Linked DNA regions of Capra hircus: region 2 is linked to region 1. A link is a contact called in public Hi-C data. All regions are on one chromosome and are shown on one strand. The core of a region is the stretch at or near the end of the contact, and the rest is flanking DNA. Distances in the headings are between cores, read along the strand shown. Region 1 has its middle 30 kb from the start of SYNM. Region 2 holds the start of IGF1R (insulin-like growth factor 1 receptor).

Region 1 (4,307 bases), core at 1,004-3,503:
ATGGCAGGCGGCACAGCTCCCGGGCTGCAGTGGGGACCGCTTCCTCCAAGTGGCCTCAGACGCCTACCCCTTCCAAGTATTGGCCCTGGGAGGTTTGTGGAGCTGGTGGGGACACCGGGCTGATTTGCACTGCCCCCCTTTCCAGTTCACACCCCCTGTTGAGGCCAGAAGCCCGGACGAGCTGCTTTCCCCAAAGACTGCCAAGTGTTGGCAGCCACATGACTCATACTGGTTTGAACTGAGACTAAGACAGAGACACGGCAGTGGACCCTGAAGATATTGCCATTTCAAAAATGGGAGTGATTTTATGTTTTCAGGAGGTGGAGGCCCAAGTGGATCTTTGGGAAGATGTTACTTAGGTTCTGGAAAAGCCGTTTAAACAAGCACTCAAACATTTAGTGATACAAATATCTGAGCTCCCGCCCCATGCAAGAGCAGGGTCCTGAGAACAGGAGATGCAAACCACAGATGCAGCCCATCATATGATGGCTTGGCCTCACACAATGTTTTACATGAGTTCACATTTTAAAAGCCAAATCGCCTATTAAAACCAACTGAAAGCCTAGCATCACTGCCCCTGCATTCTTGTAGGTCTGAGCTGCCCCTTTGAGTGGGGGATGCCCTCTTCCATGCTCCTCTGCCCCCTTGGCACCCGCGTTACCCGTGGCCCCCAGCACAGAGGGCTCCCCTTGTGGCTCAGCTGGTGAAGAATCTGCCCGCAGTGCGTGAGACCTAGGTTCAATCCCTGGGCTGGGAAGATCCCCTGGAGAAGGGAAAGGCTACCCACTCCAGTATTCTGGCCTGGAGAATTCCATGGACCGTATAGCCCACGGGGTCGCAAAGAGTCAGACACGACTGAGCGACCTTCGCTTTCACTTTCACCCAGCACAGAAACTGAGCGTCAACTATCGCTTGCCACTTCATTTGCATCACTGTGTTTATTACAGCTGTGTGCTGCGCTCAGTCGCTCAGTCGACTCTTTGCGACCCCATGGACTGTAGCCCGCCAGGCTCCTCTGTCCATGGGATTCTCCAGGCGAGAATACTGGAGTGGGTCGCCATCCCCTCCTTCAGGGGATCTTCCCAACCCAGGGATCGAACCTGGGTCTCCCACACTGCAGGCAGATTCTTTACAGTCTGAACCACCAGGGAAGCCCAAGAATACTGGAGTGGGTAGCCTTTCCTACTCCAGGGGAACTTCCTGACCTGGAAATTGAACCGCGGTCTCCTGCACTGCAAGCGGATTCTTTACCAGCTAAGCTACCTTTTTTCAGTACCTGGGCCTCTATCAGACAAGAAAAAAGAAAAGCTAAACATGTGGATGCTGCCACCCCTCCTTGGAGACATTTGAGTTTGCATACAGAGAGTTGCCCCTTCTGAAGGCCTTATGCCAGCGAGGTTTCCTTTGGATAATATTTTTCCTAAGGAAGGATCTGGGCCACCTGCGGCATCCAACTGCTGTTTGTTTTTTTAAAAAAAATGTTAATATTAAAGCTAATATTTATTGAGCACTTACTCTGTGCCTGGCAATTTTCCAAGCTCTTTGCATGAATGAACTTACATAATTCTCTCAAGAATATGTAGTAAATACAATCATTACTATGTTATAGATGGAGAAACAGAAGTATAGAGAGCGTGAGCAACCAGCCCCGCGTCTCTCAGTCAGAAGGCAGCAGAGCCAGGATCACGCAGGAGCCAGCAGTTCTCGGGGGTGGCACAGTAGCCACTGTGCGGCCCTGCCTGTGAGTGCTCCGAGTGTCTTCCCCAGAGCAGTTCTAACAGGTTTGTTTGTCAGGCTTGGCTGGACCCAGCCACAGTAGGAACCTTCAAATCTCAGTAGCTTAAAGCAACCAATGTTTATTTCTTGCTTATGCTACATGATGACTGAGGGTCAGCTGACGTGTCACAGTCATCTAGACCGACAGGGCTGACCCGTCTGGAACACTTCCAGATGCCACAGCAGAGGGGAAAGAGCACCGCGGTTGTGCCTCAGTTCATAAAGACCTCTAGGAAGTCTTCTCTGGGAGGTGGACTTTATCACTTCTGCTCACATTTTATTGGCCGAAGCAAGGCCTTTTCCAAGGGGCCTGGGGAGTGCAATTCTCACGCACAGAGAGAGGGACTGGTGGCCCCCCCAGTCTGCAGGGGAGACACCTGTGAGCTGCCGTGGGGCTCCGGAGGACAGAGTCTGGCACAGAGTTAGGAAGGGGGGCTCTGCCAGCCCTGCCTCAGCTCCTGCCCTGGACGGCTCTGATGGCTTCGGGAACCCTGGGAGGCCCACCGATCAGACAACTGGCGTGGAAAGGCACGCGCTCCTCTGCCCAGGGCCTTTGTGTAGCTGTTGCCTCTGCCCGACCTGTCTTCCCCACCCCACCCCACACCCACACCCACCCAGGGCTTGTACACCCTCTGTCTCAACAGGCAGGTTAGTGCCACTGGGAAGCCTCCCTCACGCCCGCGACTGGATTAGGCGCTCTTGTTATTCTCCTCCGTGGCACCCCACGGTTCTGCTTCTCAGCACTCGCTAAGGATTATCACTGCGTGGTGATTTGTGTGGTAATGTGATTTGTGCTTATCTTCTGTAAAAGCGTGGGAGTGCCCTGAGGGCTGGCTCTAAGCCTGTCTCTCCCACCTTGGTGCCCCCAGTACCCCCTTTGGCTCAGGACAGGGTACATTCCCAAGTCTCCCCTTCATACCAACTGAACGCATGACTGGGATATGCCCTGGGATGGCTAAGCTGGACAGTGGGGCTGTGAGCCGACAGGAGGGTCCCCTTTGAGAACTAGTTTAGGGGAGATTTCCAGGGGTTCCGAGGTCCTGTAGTTGAGGAGGAGTCAAGACGGGAAAGAATCCATGGAAAGGCGAGCGCTGTCATTTTAGGGGTCCCCCAGAAACAGAACATGAGCCAAGGATCAGAAGCAGGGAATGCAAGTAAGAGGGGATTCCTGGGATCCTCGCAGGGACGGGAGGGTGGGGAAGCTTGCTCAGTCATGTCCGACTCTGCAACTCTTTGGACTGTAGCCCTCCAGGCTTCTCTGTCCATGGGATTTTTCAGGCAAGAATACTGCAATGGGTAGCCATTTCCTTCTCCAGGGGATCTTACCGACCCAGGGATCAAACCCACGTTTCTGAATCTCCTGCACTGCAGGCAGATTCTTTACCCACTGAGCTATGAGTGGTGAAACACACAGGCTGAGTTAGCCCAACTGTGGGGTGGGGAGCTGGGGTATTGATACACCAACTCCAGCTGATCATGGACAGCGGCTCCCAGGGCGTGCTGAATGGACAGCAAAACTGGCTCTTGTGGCAAAAAGAAAATCTCAGACAGAAATGCAAATGCCTGCAGTTGGGAGAAACAGAGAATATGGGCGGGACATAGGGAGCATCTGCTTCACTAAGAAAGAGCAAATTCACCTTGTCGTCCCTGCGGCATCTTCCAGAATGGTGAGAGCTCAGGCTCTGACTCCAAAATCCTTAAAATGTTTTTCCGATTTTCTGGCCCTCTAGGAGTGGGCTGAGAAGTCTTCGCCATAGTCTCAGGCTGGTCTTGCGTACAGTTTGTTTATTACTTGGCCATATCTCTACTGCCCTTTCATCCATCATTCACCATTTTGTTGAATAGAATTTCAGACATTTATCTGGTCTCTTCTGTCTGGCAGGCACTGAGCTAGAGGCTGGGGTACAAAATCAGATAAAACATAGTTTCTGCTCTGTAGTACTTTATTACCAGGATTTGGAGAGGTGCTAATGCCAAACAAGATACTGTGTTAAGTCTGGAAAGCTTTACAAAGTATCACCTCTTAGATAATCACAAAGTACATGGACATATTAAAGGCTTTGAGAAGGATGGCAGAGAGGAAATCTGCTTAACTCTTTTGCCCGGGATTTTCCAGACTTATTTGACATTGAAACCCTTTTATACCAAATTGCCTGTATTAACAATTTCTAATTTCTGTTCCAAGGAACTAAAATTCTGTGAACACGCTTTGAGAAAGCTACTGGATTTACATCCAGCCCACTGAAGGCCCGAACAGAAGAAGAAAAGGCTGAGGAAGGGAGAATTCACTCTCCAGTCTCCTAACTGAGGCACTGATCTTCTGCCTTTGGACTGGAATGTACACCATCAGTTCTCTCAGGCCTCCAACTTGCTGACCTCAGAGCTGGGGAACTTCTCAGCTTCCATATTGCGGAGAAATTTATTATGAGGAATTGCCAATTCCTCAAAATAAATCATATATATGTGCACACACACACACACACACACGTATGATTGTATAAATACATTTCCTATTGGTTCTGTTACTCTGG
Region 2 (4,488 bases), core at 1,086-3,585, 140 kb before region 1:
CTTCAACAAACCATAATCAGGAATGGGGCACCTTCTGGCCATCCATCAAGTTTTCAGAAACCAACTATTTGCAAGGGATCCTTGAGCAAAGTTTGGCATCTTGTACTATAAAAGTAGTTAAAACGCCCCTTCCTCTCCTGCCTGTTTTCTCAAGAAAAACAAACAGAACAAAACACCTTTCACAAAGAGTATTTTTCATCAAGAATTCCAAACAAGACATCCTATTTTAAAATCCCGGAGTCCTGCATCGGAGAAGCAAGGCCAACCCTGGTGTTGTGAATTTCAGAACTTACTAACATTAAATAAAACTAGAGACACGACACAGTTCAACAACATGCCGTAATAAAATGGATTAACTCTCTTGTGTCTCCTGAACTATATTTAGCTTCCGAAGGCTAGAAGCCCCCCTCTGTGCCCCCAAACACCATCTGTGAGCCTTAGAAGGGTGCCGAGAGCCTTTCGCCCAATCCAGCGTGCGGAAACTTCAGAAACAAAGAGCAGGAGAGCTCAGATTTGTGGAGGGTCCGGACTCAAGGCGAGTCTTACTCCACGCAGTAAACACGCTAATCCTGTAAAAATCTGCTCGTACTCCGTCGTGAACGCATTTCTTACAAAACGTTTAAGAAGGGTTTGTTTATACGAACAGTTTTTCCGAATTGCACCTAAGACGCGGCCAGGCAGCCCCCGCTGCCTCCTGACTCTCCCCCTCACTCTGGAAGGCGCAGTCGTGATTTTTCAAAGTTAATTGGCACCACCTGCATACACTCGGCAAACATTACTCACCAACACGCCCTCGCCGTTCCCAGCCCCAGTTCTGTGCCTGCATTTAAACTTTATAATCGTGCTCAAGATACTCTGCCGTCGCGAATGGACCAGCAGAGCCTCCCTTTACCGTTTGGAGAAGAATGGAAACCCCTCCTCTCCCCGCTCCACATACCGCGGGGCCCTAAGTTTTCTCTCCCCCGCTCCCTGCCCGTCCCTACCCCTAGCCGACACCACCAAAACAAAAGCTATCAGGTTGCAAGCGGCAGCGCGTGGAGCGATATTGCTTATTAACTCTGTGCAGAGGAAGCGCGGGCGGGGGGTGGGGGGCGCGCAACACAACTCGGGACACGAAGCCCAGGCCGGGGCCGCACGCCCACCGCCGCGGAGCCCCGCGCGACCGAAACCGCGACGCGGGCCACCTCTCCCCGGGGCACGGTGTCCCTGGGAGGCCGTGTGGCTGCGAGCACGTGTGTGAAAATGCACGTCGGCTCCGACCACACACCCACTCCCGCACAGTCGGAGGCCGCCCTACCAACCCTAGCCCCGCCGGGACGAAAAGAGCGTCCACGGGCCGCTATAAAACGGGGAGAAGGGGCCCCCAAACCCTCTGAACTCGGGGTCTGGACGCGCTGTCCGGAACAGCCCGACTGACGACGAGCTCCCGACTTCGCCTTTTTCCAGGGGCTGCACCGTGGGGTGCGAGATCTAAGTGGGAACGCTCCCCGCGCCTCCAGCCGCACTGAGAAGCCCGGGGAGGCCGGAGAGAGCTGGCGACCCGCCGCGGATCCGGCGAAAGCGACAGGGAACCCAAAGAGCCCCAGGGGCCAAGCGCGGCGAGCGACAGGAGGTCGCGCAGGAAGGAAACCTATTCCGGGGCCGCGGGGCCTCCCCGCCGGGCACCTCCCACTGGGCACCTTGCATCCCCGGGACCGGCGGGCTGCCCGCTCCCACCCCCCGGGCACCGAACCTGCCCCAGCCGCGAGGGCGCCGCGCGAGCTGTCACCGCCGCCTGCGCGCCGCGTGTCGGGAGGCCCCGCGCGCCGGGAGGGGCGCGCGGTGCGGGCGGCCGGGCGCGAACTTCCCCGCTGGCGCCCCGGGGCCTGGCCCCGCCGCGGGCCACCGAGTAGGGAGCGCAGCCCAGACAGCCGGGCCGCGGGGCAGGGCTCTCGGGACCGCGGAAGGGAGAGCCACCGAGGCCCTTCCCGCGCGGGGATGCGCCGAGCCCGGGGCCGCGCGGGCCTCCGAACCAACGACCTGGGCCCCGGGGCTCCCCCCTCGGCCTCGCGGCCGAGCCCCTCGGCGCCCCGCCCCGCGGCCCCAGGGCCCGGGAGCCCGACAGCTGCGACGGTGGCAACTCGGGTTTCGCAAACAGGGCGCAGCCCCTCGGAGGAAAAGTTCCCGCAGTGGCCGCGGGCGGCGGGCACATACTCACTTTCTCCACTCGTGGGCCAGAGCGAGAGCGCGGCGGAGAAAAACAGGAGTCCCCACAGCGAGGTCGGGGACCCTCCTCCGGAGCTAGACTTCATTCCTTTTATTTGGGACGAAATTCCCCTTTCTCAAAAAAAAAAAAGGGGGGGGTGGAGGAGGAAAAGAAAAAGTCTCCGAGTCTTCGTCTCCCGCCCACCTCCAAAAACAAGGGCGAAGGCGACACCACTTCCCGAGGCGGCGCCGGCCGGGGGTCCGCGGGGAGGCGCGGACGGGGCGGGCGGTGGCGGCGGGCGGCCCTCAGCGCCGGCAGCCGCGGCCCAGCGCTCGGCGGAGTCGGGAACCCGGGGCGCGCCGGGGCGGGCTGTCTGCGTCGTCGGCCTCCATTTTCAAACCCAGAGAGGCAGGAGGGAGGAAAAACTGCGAAGAGAAGGGGGCCAAGCCCGGATCCGTCTTGGCGAAGGAAAACAAACCCGACCCCAGACAGAGGGGGAGGCGGCCCGACGCCCGAGCCTCCGCGGCGGGAGGGCGCGACGCAGTTCGCAAGACTGCCCCGGAGCCCGGGTCGCGGGGGAGGCCGGCCGGGGGCAGAAATGCGGAGGAAAAATGAATGAGCCGCTCCCCTCCTCCTCCTCCTGCTGCTCCTCCTCCGCCGGGCTCCGCTCGCCGCCGCCGCCGCCGCCGCCGCGAGCTCCTTCCCAAATCCAGGACACACACAAAGCGGCGGGCCGGCCGCGCTCAGCGCTCCCGCCGCCCGCCCCGCGCCGGCCCCCGCCCGCCGCCGGCTCGGCGCGGGGGCTCCGGCTCGCTGAAGGTCAAAGCCGCGGCGCGCCGTGGAGCTCCCCTCGCGCGGGAGGGGCGTGGAGGGCCCGGGGGTCTGCAAGCTCCAGGCACGGGCGCGCCGGGGCCAGGCTCGCCGGTGGCGTCCCTCTCCCTCGCCCGCCGCTCGAGTTCGCCTGGTGCGCTCGCTCCTCCTCGGGTTGTTTTTTTTTTTTTCCCTCCCCCCGCCTTTTTTTTTTTTTCCGCTCAGCGGAGTTAATGCTGGTAAACAAAAGCCTCAGCCCCGCCGCGCCGCTGCCGCCGCCGCTGCCACACACTGGGGCCTGACGCGCGCGTGCGCTCGGGGCCGCGCACACACACTCACACGCGCGCGCGCACTGGAGCGGCCACAGCCGCAGCCCCGGCGCGCGGAGGGCCGGGCCCCGGCCGGCGCGCGCCAAGAGCTGGAGCCCAGGAACGCAGGGACGTGCGGAGCGGAGCCCCGGCGCGGGCGGCTAGGCGGCAAGGCGCCGCCCCCGCGCCCCGCCCGCGCGCACCGGCTCCCGCGCGCGCGCGCCCCTGCTCTCACCCCCACCGCACTGCGCCGGCCAGCCTGCACGCGCGCGCCCCTCCCGCAAGACTCCAAAAACAATGCCCCCGGCGCCGGGCCCTGCCCGGCAGAGGAGCGGGCTGGGGAGCGGGGGAGGGGCTGGGCCGGGCTGGGCGGGGAGCGCGAGGCCCGAGAGGTTCATTGAAAACAACAACAGCGCGGCTGGAGCGCGCGTTGCCCCGGTTCTTGAAAAGCTTCATTGTGTCTTGCAGCTGTTGCAAAATAAATAAATAAGTGCGTGCATGCGGCATTTTCTCGCAGCCGGCTGGAAAGCTCGAATGTGGCGGGAGGGGCATACCTGGGAGAAAGGAGACGCCCCCCCCACGCCCCAAACCAGGCTACTAAGCGGGCACTTTGGCTCAAGGCCGGGACGGCCGCGGCGTCGCCCCAGGGGAGCCCACAGTCCCGGGACTCGCGGGGAGCCAGGGGGAAGGGCGCGGCTCGGGCCCCGGAGCCCGAGGAGACTGCCCGCGGGGGCCCGGAGCGGGCGTAGGGGGGCCCAGACGGGCCGCCCCGCGGGCCCTGGGCGCGTCCCAGCCGCAGCCGCCAGGGGGCGCGGCGGGCGCGGGGAGGGCCGGCCCGCCGAGTGTCCCCTCCCTCCGGGAGAGGAAATCTGGGGGCCCGGGCCGGGGGCCGGCCGAGCTGGGTTGCGCGGGCCCGGCACCGGAGACCCGCGGCGGGTCCGGGGAGCGGCTCGCTGACTCGCTTCTCTGCCGGCCCCACCACGTGGGCGGCTGCGGGCGGCGGCCGGGGCGCGTGCTCGGTGCGGGGCTGCGGGGGCCCCCGGAGGCCAAGGGGGCGTGCCGGGGGGGCCCCAGGAGGATGCGCTCGGGGCCTGGGGCCGAAGTCTCCTGGCCGGGCTCTCGCCGCGACACGCCGCGCCCGATCGCCGAGCCGCCACTGCGGGAGCCCACCCGCACCTGCTCGCG

What was found. Hi-C and Micro-C count contacts between places; a contact is called where the count stands out from the background.
Region 2: a contact with region 1 is called in a Hi-C map of liver, with 8 times the contacts expected there. The contact joins the promoter of IGF1R here to the enhancer-like site in region 1. A contact is called at or near these places in 2 of 5 Hi-C or Micro-C datasets (blood and liver).

The regions. Positions count from the first base shown.
Region 1 is chr21:6,896,372-6,900,678 of ARS1.2, reverse strand. No RefSeq gene overlaps it. Among named protein-coding and RNA genes, the nearest start is that of SYNM, 30 kb to the right of the region's middle. Within about 2 kb of position 2,253, at least 1 of the 5 cell types and tissues checked has an H3K27ac peak or open chromatin away from gene starts, as enhancers often do.
Region 2 is chr21:7,036,353-7,040,840 of ARS1.2, reverse strand. IGF1R (insulin-like growth factor 1 receptor) reads right to left here and starts at 2,335. Exons shown (of 21, transcript XM_018065947.1): 1 at 2,198-2,335. The coding sequence starts at 2,291.